3 separate regions of the Anas platyrhynchos genome follow, and regions 1 and 3 are each linked to region 2. Evidence: chromatin contacts called from public Hi-C data. All regions are on one chromosome and are shown on one strand. Each heading gives the region's core, a stretch centred on a gene start, on an enhancer-like site or on the middle of the called end of the contact. The rest is flanking DNA. Distances are from core to core; before and after follow the strand shown.

Region 1 (2,724 bases), core at 110-2,609, 150 kb before region 2:
GCTTTGATAGAAAATGTTCCAGGGTCAAATTGTACTAAGTGGACAAGCCAGCAATCTTTCAATTTCAAGGAATGTATCCTACTTAAAAGCATGTCTCTGGCTGTAGTGAAGACAGACTGGATGACTTTGGTGTGCTCGAGGGCAGGACTGTCACCCAGACAGGCTCAGACAGGTGGGAGAAGTACGCCAATGGGGACCTTAAGAAATTCAACCAGGAGAGATGCTGAGTTCTGCACTTGGGCTGGATGAACCCTGGTGCTGATAGAGGCTGGGGAGCGGTTTGGCAGGAAGGGCCCTGAATGTATTGACTTGGGGGGCAGTAGTCCTCAGAGGTACTGGAGTGGGGACAAGAGGCAGAGCAGCCTGGTCTGAGCTTTGTTTGAGCAAGCGGTAGAACTAAAGAAATAGCAGGTTTTCATCCTCAGTCTGCCCCCATCTTGCCATGAGAAGCCACTGCCTCAGCTTTCCTGGTGCAATTGTTTCTCTCATTAGTTTTAAACCCTGTCCTGCCAAGTGATTTGGGTTCCAAACCAGAAGAGTCCTGGTATAGCTGTGTATAGTTCATTTCACTTTCATGCAGGCGTGAGCTCCTCTAAAGCCATATACTCCTCTGAGTAAAGGGAGCGAGTTACATGCTTTTTTATCCATCACAGACCCTAGAAATAACCGTCCCCTTACTGTGAATATATACATTTTTTCCTAACAGAGAAGCTGTCCTGAAAGACGAGCACAGAGAAGGCGAAGGATCTCTGCAGCCAGGTGAGATGTTCGGTGGGAGGCAGGTGCTGTTTCTTCGTCCAACAGCAGCAGGGTGGCACACCTCTGGGTCAGGCAGGTGGCAGTCTGTCCCTGCAGGGACAGCTGTCCGTCCCCAATGGGACAGCTGTCCCTGCCCACGGGCTGCAGCAGGAGCGCCGTGTGCGCAGTGAAGGGAGCCGCGGTGCCACTAGGTGTCCCTTGTCACCCGAGTGAAGTATGTCGCTCGTCCCCCTGGCTTCTTCTTCCTCTTTTCACTTAATTCTCCAAGGGAAGAGAGTCCCTTGTAGGAAGGTGTTTGTTCTGACGGGGCGTTTCTTCCAGGGGCAACCCAAATTTCCCCGCTGGTAGCGCTAGGAAATGCCGGGTAGCTCAGCTGGACAGTGTGGCGGTGGCTGACTTCTGCCAACCCCAACGCAGGCTTGGGCAGCATGAGGGGGTCCTGGCAGCCCCCCAGCAGAGCTGCTGGGATCAAGGGCACGTAGCTTTGGGGTTTTCTTGCACCCTCGTGGTGACTTGGATCTTTGGGGTGGGTTCCTATTGAAACTGACACCCACTGGGGACCCAGCCTTGCGGGGACAGCAGAAGGCACTTGCCAGGCTCCTCGGGGAGGTCCTCAGGGCCACCTCTCTCCTTGCTGGTGTGGCCGTAGCCCCAGAAGCTTTGTGCCTCCCTGCAGAGAGGGGAAGGGGCTGTGGGGAGAGGCAGCAGCCCCTGGGGGAGGTGGGCTGGTGTAGGTATATGGCACGGAGCAGGGAGAGTTTGGCAAGGCTCTTGGAGGCAGTGCCTAAGGGGGCACAGGGAAACCTCCCTAGCTTCTTGCTCCTTCCTGTCCTCCCCAAACCTCTCTTTACATTTCCCGGCCCTAGCAATAGGACTGTGCTGGTCTCTCCTGCAGTCCTGTAAGAGTTAATTCCTCCCTGTGCCGTAGATGTGTGGCCGTGTTTTCACTGGAGTGGAAGCTGCGCTTCCATATGTCCCTCGCTCCCACAGCTGACACCTCGGTGCGGGCATCTGCGCCGCTTGGCAAGCCCGTGCCCTTGCAAGGATTCAACTGAGCTTGTGTGGGGCAAGTCCTCCCTGCCCCTGTCCCCCCCAGTGCTCCGTGTACCTTGTGCTGCTGCTGCACACCTAGGGAGATGCACGTGTCCCCACACCGCTCTGAAAGCATCAGTGAGGGATTATCTGCCCGGATGGTGTTTAGTGCATTATCAGTATTTCTTGAATGTGGGTAAGAACTGATGGACTGTAATCTGTTTCTTAGGATGTGCTGCTGCGGTGTGCAATTGCACAAACCAAGCTGTTGTGTATTCAGAGTCGCATCTGCCTGCCCAAATGACCAAAATGAAGTATTTGCTGCTTTCTACTTTATTTAAACCTGCGGGAGCCAGTAATGCTCATCCTCCTCATGCACCAAGGTATCCACATGTGCTACTCGCCATCCTGGGACTTCTTCACCGAGCAATGTCTGAGCAAATCTCCTAAAACAGAACAACTGCTCGCAGATTATTATGATCATAATTTGGCTGACATAGCCTTTATTACTAATGGTGATGCTGGAGATGGAAAACCCAGCTTGATTCTCAGATCCCTGCTGGAAAGTAATAAAATAAAGAGGAACAAAATCCATGAGTGTATTTGCTACCAAACCTTTGAAAAACACAAAAATGGAACCCTGCCAATACTGTTGCTGGCAATTTTTCAGACCAGAGCCTCTCTCCAAGATAGCGTTAGAATTGGAAGTGCATTTTGTATCTATGGCATTAGTATCACATTGTGTACAAACGGGGAGTTTACAATTATTTGACATTTATTGGTTTGCATTGTAATTATTGTGTGCTGCTCTTATATCTTCAGTCTATTTTTAAGCACCTTCCAGTAACGTAATAATTAGAAAATAACCCCAGTTATTGTGAAAAATGTGTTTATTTTGTTAACTGAAAGAATGGACAAAAGAAGTGCTTCAGT
Region 2 (2,700 bases), core at 125-2,624:
ATTATAAGATCTTTAGGTGATGACCTGTATCTATTTTTGTATATCTGTCACATCGTTTCTTTGATGCTGGTCCAGGTACAGAGGTGAAAATATCAAATAAATCTGCTAAGCTAAGACAGGAGAAGGCAAAAATCTCTTTGAAGGAAAATGCCATTATTCATTTCTGTATACTAAAGCTAGCAGATGGTGGAAGGTTATTCTAAATAAGTACTAGTAAGACTTTTTTTTTAATATTGGAAGTCTTCTGCCTTACTATCAAAATGAACTGAAAGGTTCTGAAGAAGCTGTTTTCCATTTCCAAAACTCTTATAGGATCTCTGAGTAAGTGCTCTCAGTTAGGTCGCATAAATGGTTATTGCTGAGTTGTCTACTATGTAAAGTACAATTCGGCCCTCTTGTGGTGATCTGTAAGAGTGCAAGTTCTCCACAAGTTTATTCTAGAGAACTATATTAAAAGCATAGACTCTTCATAGTTCTTCTGAAAAGTAGAGATGCTCACGAATTGTATGAGAGAGTCAGTGAACGCAGTCACCTTCTGGAACTAGTTTTGTCTTGTTCATATGCTGCCAATTACATCTATTGTGTATTCTTAGACTGTAATTGATAAAATCAGAAATAGCTGAAAGTTTATTTAGGGATTGAAGAATATCCAGTTTTCCAAAAAAAATTTTGTCTAGGTTAATCTGGATACGTGGTAGATCAAGCTTGTAGAGAGAAAATATGGTTCTTGCTATATAACACTAACACTTCTTCTGTTTTGCCAACGTCATTTGTCTGTAAATGAATTCTTCAGTCCCTCAGTAGTTACAAAGTACAACTCTTAATAATGCTTTGGTTGAATTCTAGGAGGTCAAAGTTTTATGAACTTTTCAAAGTCTTGTGAACTTCCGTGAAACTTTTCAAAGGAGTGAAAAGTTTTTAGCAATAATAAAAGTAGACACCATTAGTCTTACGACAAACCATTCCCCTGTTGTTGAAAGCCTTTTATCAAGAGTGTGCTACTTTACCAAGAGTGAGGCTAACGTATCTGTCTGTCTTTTTTCTGTCTGTCTTGTCTTTAGTGGGGAGTGGATTTGTACGTTCTGTCGGGATTTGTCCAAGCCAGAAGTTGAATATGATTGTGATAAACCCGCTCACAGCCCTGAAAAAAGAAAACTGGAAGATACTGTGGGTTTGGCGCCAATAGACCGCAGGGTAAGGATGAGTCTTGCTGCTTTTTTGTACTATGACATGCATGCATTTAAAACAAACAAACAAAAATCAAACAAGTGATGGTAAAAAGGATAAATAACTTACTTAATAAGCTCTGAGGTCTTAGCAGCCTTCATGTAAACATACTGAACAGCACATTCTTAAAGTCTGAGAAGTGCCTGTGGTCTGACGCTCTGAACTGGGACTGCATTCTAGGAATTATTGAGTGCTGTTTGTAACAGTGACCTAATGCACAGTGACCTTGCCTTGAGCAATTTTTTCTTTGTGTTTTTTAGCATAGATTGACTTTATCAACTAATGATTTTTGTCTTTAAAGCACTTTATTACCATTCTTTTAAAAAAGCTATGTAGCATCTTTCCTAGTGAAGATGCACAGATTAACAAAAATATCTGGGAATAATTTATATCAGTTTGAAACTCCAAATACTCTGGTGGAAAAGTGTTGAAGACAAACAAAAACCAAACAAGTTACCATAATTTGGTTTTGCCTTAAACCTCAGAGTTAAACAAAAATAACTTGTGCCTTTGAACAGAAGGTTGAACTGCTTGCCGGAATGTTTTGGATTCTTGATTTTTTTTTCTTGTTTTTGATTTTTGTTGGTGTCTTTTTATTTTTTTTTATATCTCTTTGTTTCTTTATTAAAAACTTATTTTAAAACAATTCTGAGGTCTGTTGGAAACTTCAGCAGTGTTTTACTTGGTTCCTGTTGGCAACCTGTGTAAATATACTGAGATGAGTATTGTATTTGGGAGCTTAGTCTACAGGTAGGGCCGTTGTTTGCCTTTGCAGTCTGAAAGGAAAAAAATAGCTCTGTTCGTATTTTGCTTTAAATGTAAGTTACAAGTCTTGTAAATATTCCAGTGAAAGATCAGCAAGCATAAAGTCACAGAAAACTATTTTCTGAATCTCTTTCCAAGCTCAAGATCCAGTTTAATATACTTGGGTACACAAAGAATAGATTTTTCCTCACTGCTAACAAAAGGCACTCTAGGCTTTGCAGTTACAGAGCAGTTATGCCCAGATCAGGGCGGGGGAGGGCGGGGAAAAGTTGTCTCTGAATATTTATAAAAAGCTCAGAGCCACATGTGCTATTTTTATTCTGTGGAATGTTTGCTGGACTCAGCAAATACTGAATAACACCATTAGTAACTACGTCAGGCTTCATAGCATGCATTTGAGAATTAATAATAATAGGATGTAAATATTGCGAGAATGAATGCTGCAGACCATTAGTTATGACAGGCTTGCTTCCTAATACAGTTTCTGTGCTCACTTTTCTGCTTAGGGGCTGGGAGGAGTACTGAGCATTTGTTCGTTTTTTTCTGTAGTTCATTATTTTAGGACAAATTATGTAGTTTTTTTTTACTTGGGTATCTATTTTTCTTGATACAGAAATGTGAAAGATTGCTGCTATACCTCTACTGTCATGAAATGAGTCTTGCTTTTCAAGATCCAGTTCCTCCCACGGTATGTACTTCACTTCTTTC
Region 3 (2,700 bases), core at 172-2,671, 260 kb before region 2:
AATGTAGGGAAACCACACCTGGGCGCCTCTGCTGACTATGCAGGAAAAGGATCTTATCTTGCAGGGATGTAGAATGTCTGTTCACAGACCTGTCAGATCCTCAAAATGCAGACACGTCTACTACTGCTGTTACATTGACAGCAGGAATCTGAGGTTCAACAGCTACATGGCAGTCACTGCAGTTAAAAGCAATAATAATAAAAAAAAGAAGTTAGAAGGTATCAGTTTACAGTGAGTTCAGGTGTCCAGGTTGTGGCAAGTTGTTTGTTTTAGAGAGGATGCTATACTGTTCCAAGCAGAGCTATGCAAACATTTTCTACCAAGCCAGAATGTTTTTCCTAGAGCTGGTACCTTGTGTCTACTGAAAAGCTTGGCTTCAGTTCAGAAGAGTATTTTACTAGAGAATTCACATATGCAAAAATGAACCTGCAGGATCTGATCTTATAAATCTAATCAGTCAGAGAAGCATAGAAGTTGCACAACTATGGAGATGAGAGACAGATACTATACGGGAGGTGAAAAGCCAGTCAGAAAAGGCTAGATGGGGAAGAATCAAGGTTCAACTTCATAATCACATTTCTGTTTCTTTTTTTATCCTGTGTGTATAAAATGCACTCAGGGTGCAGCCTTTCCAGAAACGAAAACAGAGCTTTATGTTTTGCCACCACTGATCTGGTCTGACTAGATCATCAGGAGATAAAACTGTTCTGGGCAATTCCACTGAATGTAACTCATGTAACTAAACTAAAATAGAATGGTTGCATCTGAGTAGGTTTACGTGGTTAGCATTACTTGAGCTATTATTAAGCTTTATGCTTCAGAGCTCTGCTGGGAAACCCTGTCAATCTTCTGAACTGGAAGGCCAGAGATCAGGTTGGAAAGCTCTTCACCCTCCTTTCATTTCTGCAGGGAAAAGCAGAGAGGAGCTTCGGAGTTCAAAGTAAAGGAATAAAGATTCTCAGGAGACTCCAGAGCTCTGTGTGGTTTAACTCTACCCTGCAGAGCTCTGTGCTTGCTTTGCACTGGCTTGGGTCACTGTGCAATGCTGCCCTCTGAAAACCCCTCTGAATGATGCAGAACCAGCACAGAGCACGTGCTGGGACTTGCACCCCCTTTCTGTGTTGAGATCAGTGTATGTTTTGCAAGGCAATGGTAGCATTGGGCTTCCAAAAACGATGTTCAGCAGAAGCTGCTCCTGACAGGAATCTCGAAAGGAGAAGATCTGGAGTATCGCTGGCTGTTTGAGGAACAGGAGGCATCGGTGCAAGGTAACCACTGGTACGTGACGACAGAAATCCAGCAAGAAAGTTAAGCTATGCTGGCTCATAGGAACGTTGATTTTTATTGATGCATCTGCCAAAACCATTAGCTCCGCCTGGCCGTTCTGCTCATGCCTGGCAGGGGTACATGCAAATGATGTAATAACCTGAAGGAAACGCTGTTCAGCTCCTCTTCCTGGGGGCTGGTGGCTAGTGGAAAAGCATTTGTGACGCCCCGCAGTGAGGCACGGAAGGAAAAGGAGGTACTGGACATACAGCTAGGAGTTCACGTGGGGCTCTAGCAGGCTGGTCATATTTCATTTCCGAAGGTCACGCTGAATGCAGGGGATCTTTCCAACGTGGAGCAAGGGTTCAGAGGCTGGTCCGGTGCACAGGCACGTGGTTGACACACCCAGGGGTGGTGGCTTAGCAGCCTGGTGGCAGGACCGTGAGTAGGGGTCTGAAGGGCTCTGACATCTTTTCTGGGGTGCATCTGAGGTGGGAGAGGGGAGGAAGTCGGTGATTTTACGGTTTGTGGGTTTTGCTTTTTGCTGGAAGGACACCTGCTTGTTATTAGTCAGGCCATACGCTGCGTTTGCCTTCCTCAATTCATCCACCATGAAGGAGGAGGAAGTGTGTAAAGTGGTGTGAGGTTGTCTTTAATGTACGCAAGCTGTTACTGGGGAGAAATGAAAGGAAAATTTACAGGGTATCTCTCCTGCGCAAGAACAGATAGTAACACCTCAGGTAAAGGTGAAGGACACGAGGTGTCTCGATAGTGACATATTTCTGTCTGCTTTATTAAGGGCTTCACCTCTGTTTCTTTCTAGTTGGGGTAAGATGTTGAGTGGAAACAAAACAATACAGAGCAGAAACACTAGAAAGTGAAAGTGAAAGCAGGGCTCAAGTTTATGGTTTCGGAAAGCAGAGGGTGTGACAGCAGAGCAGGAGCTCTGGGTCTGAGCAGGGATTAGCAATAGTGTGTGGAGTAAGGGGAGAGGGAATAGGGATGGGGGGAACAGGGGAGAAAAACTGCTGGAAACCTCATCTGACTTTTCTCAGTCACATCCCACTCATAGTATCCAAAAACTCCCCGTTTCCCTGTCATGGCAGCAACATACTGCTGTGCGGAGGGGAGAGAAAGTGTGGCCGCATTAAAAAAAAAAAAAAAAAAAAAAAAAGTTAATGGGAGCATTGGGTCTTATGAATCCCCTGCAATGGGATTTGAAAAAAAAGGAATCAGGAGATTGGGAGTGTTTTTCTAGGAACAGGCCTGGCTGGTGTTACCGTGTATAAAGAGCAACCACAGTCTGAAGACAGCAGTGGAACAAGCTAAGGCTACAAAGGAGAGCCGAGTCCTTCCTTCTCTTTGCCCTGGCAGTCCGTGGGGCTGCCAGGCCTTTTTTTTTGTGGACCCTTGCACTGCAACCAACTCCAGAAG

The links. Hi-C and Micro-C count contacts between places; a contact is called where the count stands out from the background.
Region 1: a Hi-C map of liver shows a contact between it and region 2, with 7 times the contacts expected there. The contact joins two enhancer-like sites. A contact is called at or near these places in 7 of 8 Hi-C or Micro-C datasets (F1 follicle, F5 follicle, liver and 3 more).
Region 3: a contact with region 2 is called in a Hi-C map of skeletal muscle, with 2.8 times the contacts expected there. The contact joins the promoter of LOC101796889 here to the enhancer-like site in region 2. A contact is called at or near these places in 3 of 8 Hi-C or Micro-C datasets (liver, skeletal muscle and subcutaneous adipose tissue).

The regions. Positions count from the first base shown.
Region 1 is chr1:59,910,931-59,913,654 of IASCAAS_PekinDuck_T2T, reverse strand. LOC101797243 (a long non-coding RNA gene) reads left to right here. Exons shown (of 4, transcript XR_011809703.1): 3 at 707-759; 4 at 2,021-2,724. Among named protein-coding and RNA genes, the nearest start is that of AKR1D1, 25 kb to the left of the region's middle. Within about 2 kb of position 1,359, at least 1 of the 8 cell types and tissues checked has an H3K27ac peak or open chromatin away from gene starts, as enhancers often do.
Region 2 is chr1:59,764,940-59,767,639 of IASCAAS_PekinDuck_T2T, reverse strand. It overlaps TRIM24 (tripartite motif containing 24), which reads left to right. Exons shown (of 19, transcript XM_072038792.1): 16 at 1,062-1,194; 17 at 2,606-2,680. Among named protein-coding and RNA genes, the nearest start is that of ATP6V0A4, 56 kb to the right of the region's middle. Within about 2 kb of position 1,374, at least 6 of the 8 cell types and tissues checked have an H3K27ac peak or open chromatin away from gene starts, as enhancers often do.
Region 3 is chr1:60,020,552-60,023,251 of IASCAAS_PekinDuck_T2T, reverse strand. LOC101796889 (protein mono-ADP-ribosyltransferase PARP12) reads left to right here and starts at 1,421. Exons shown (of 9, transcript XM_027448295.3): 1 at 1,421-1,522.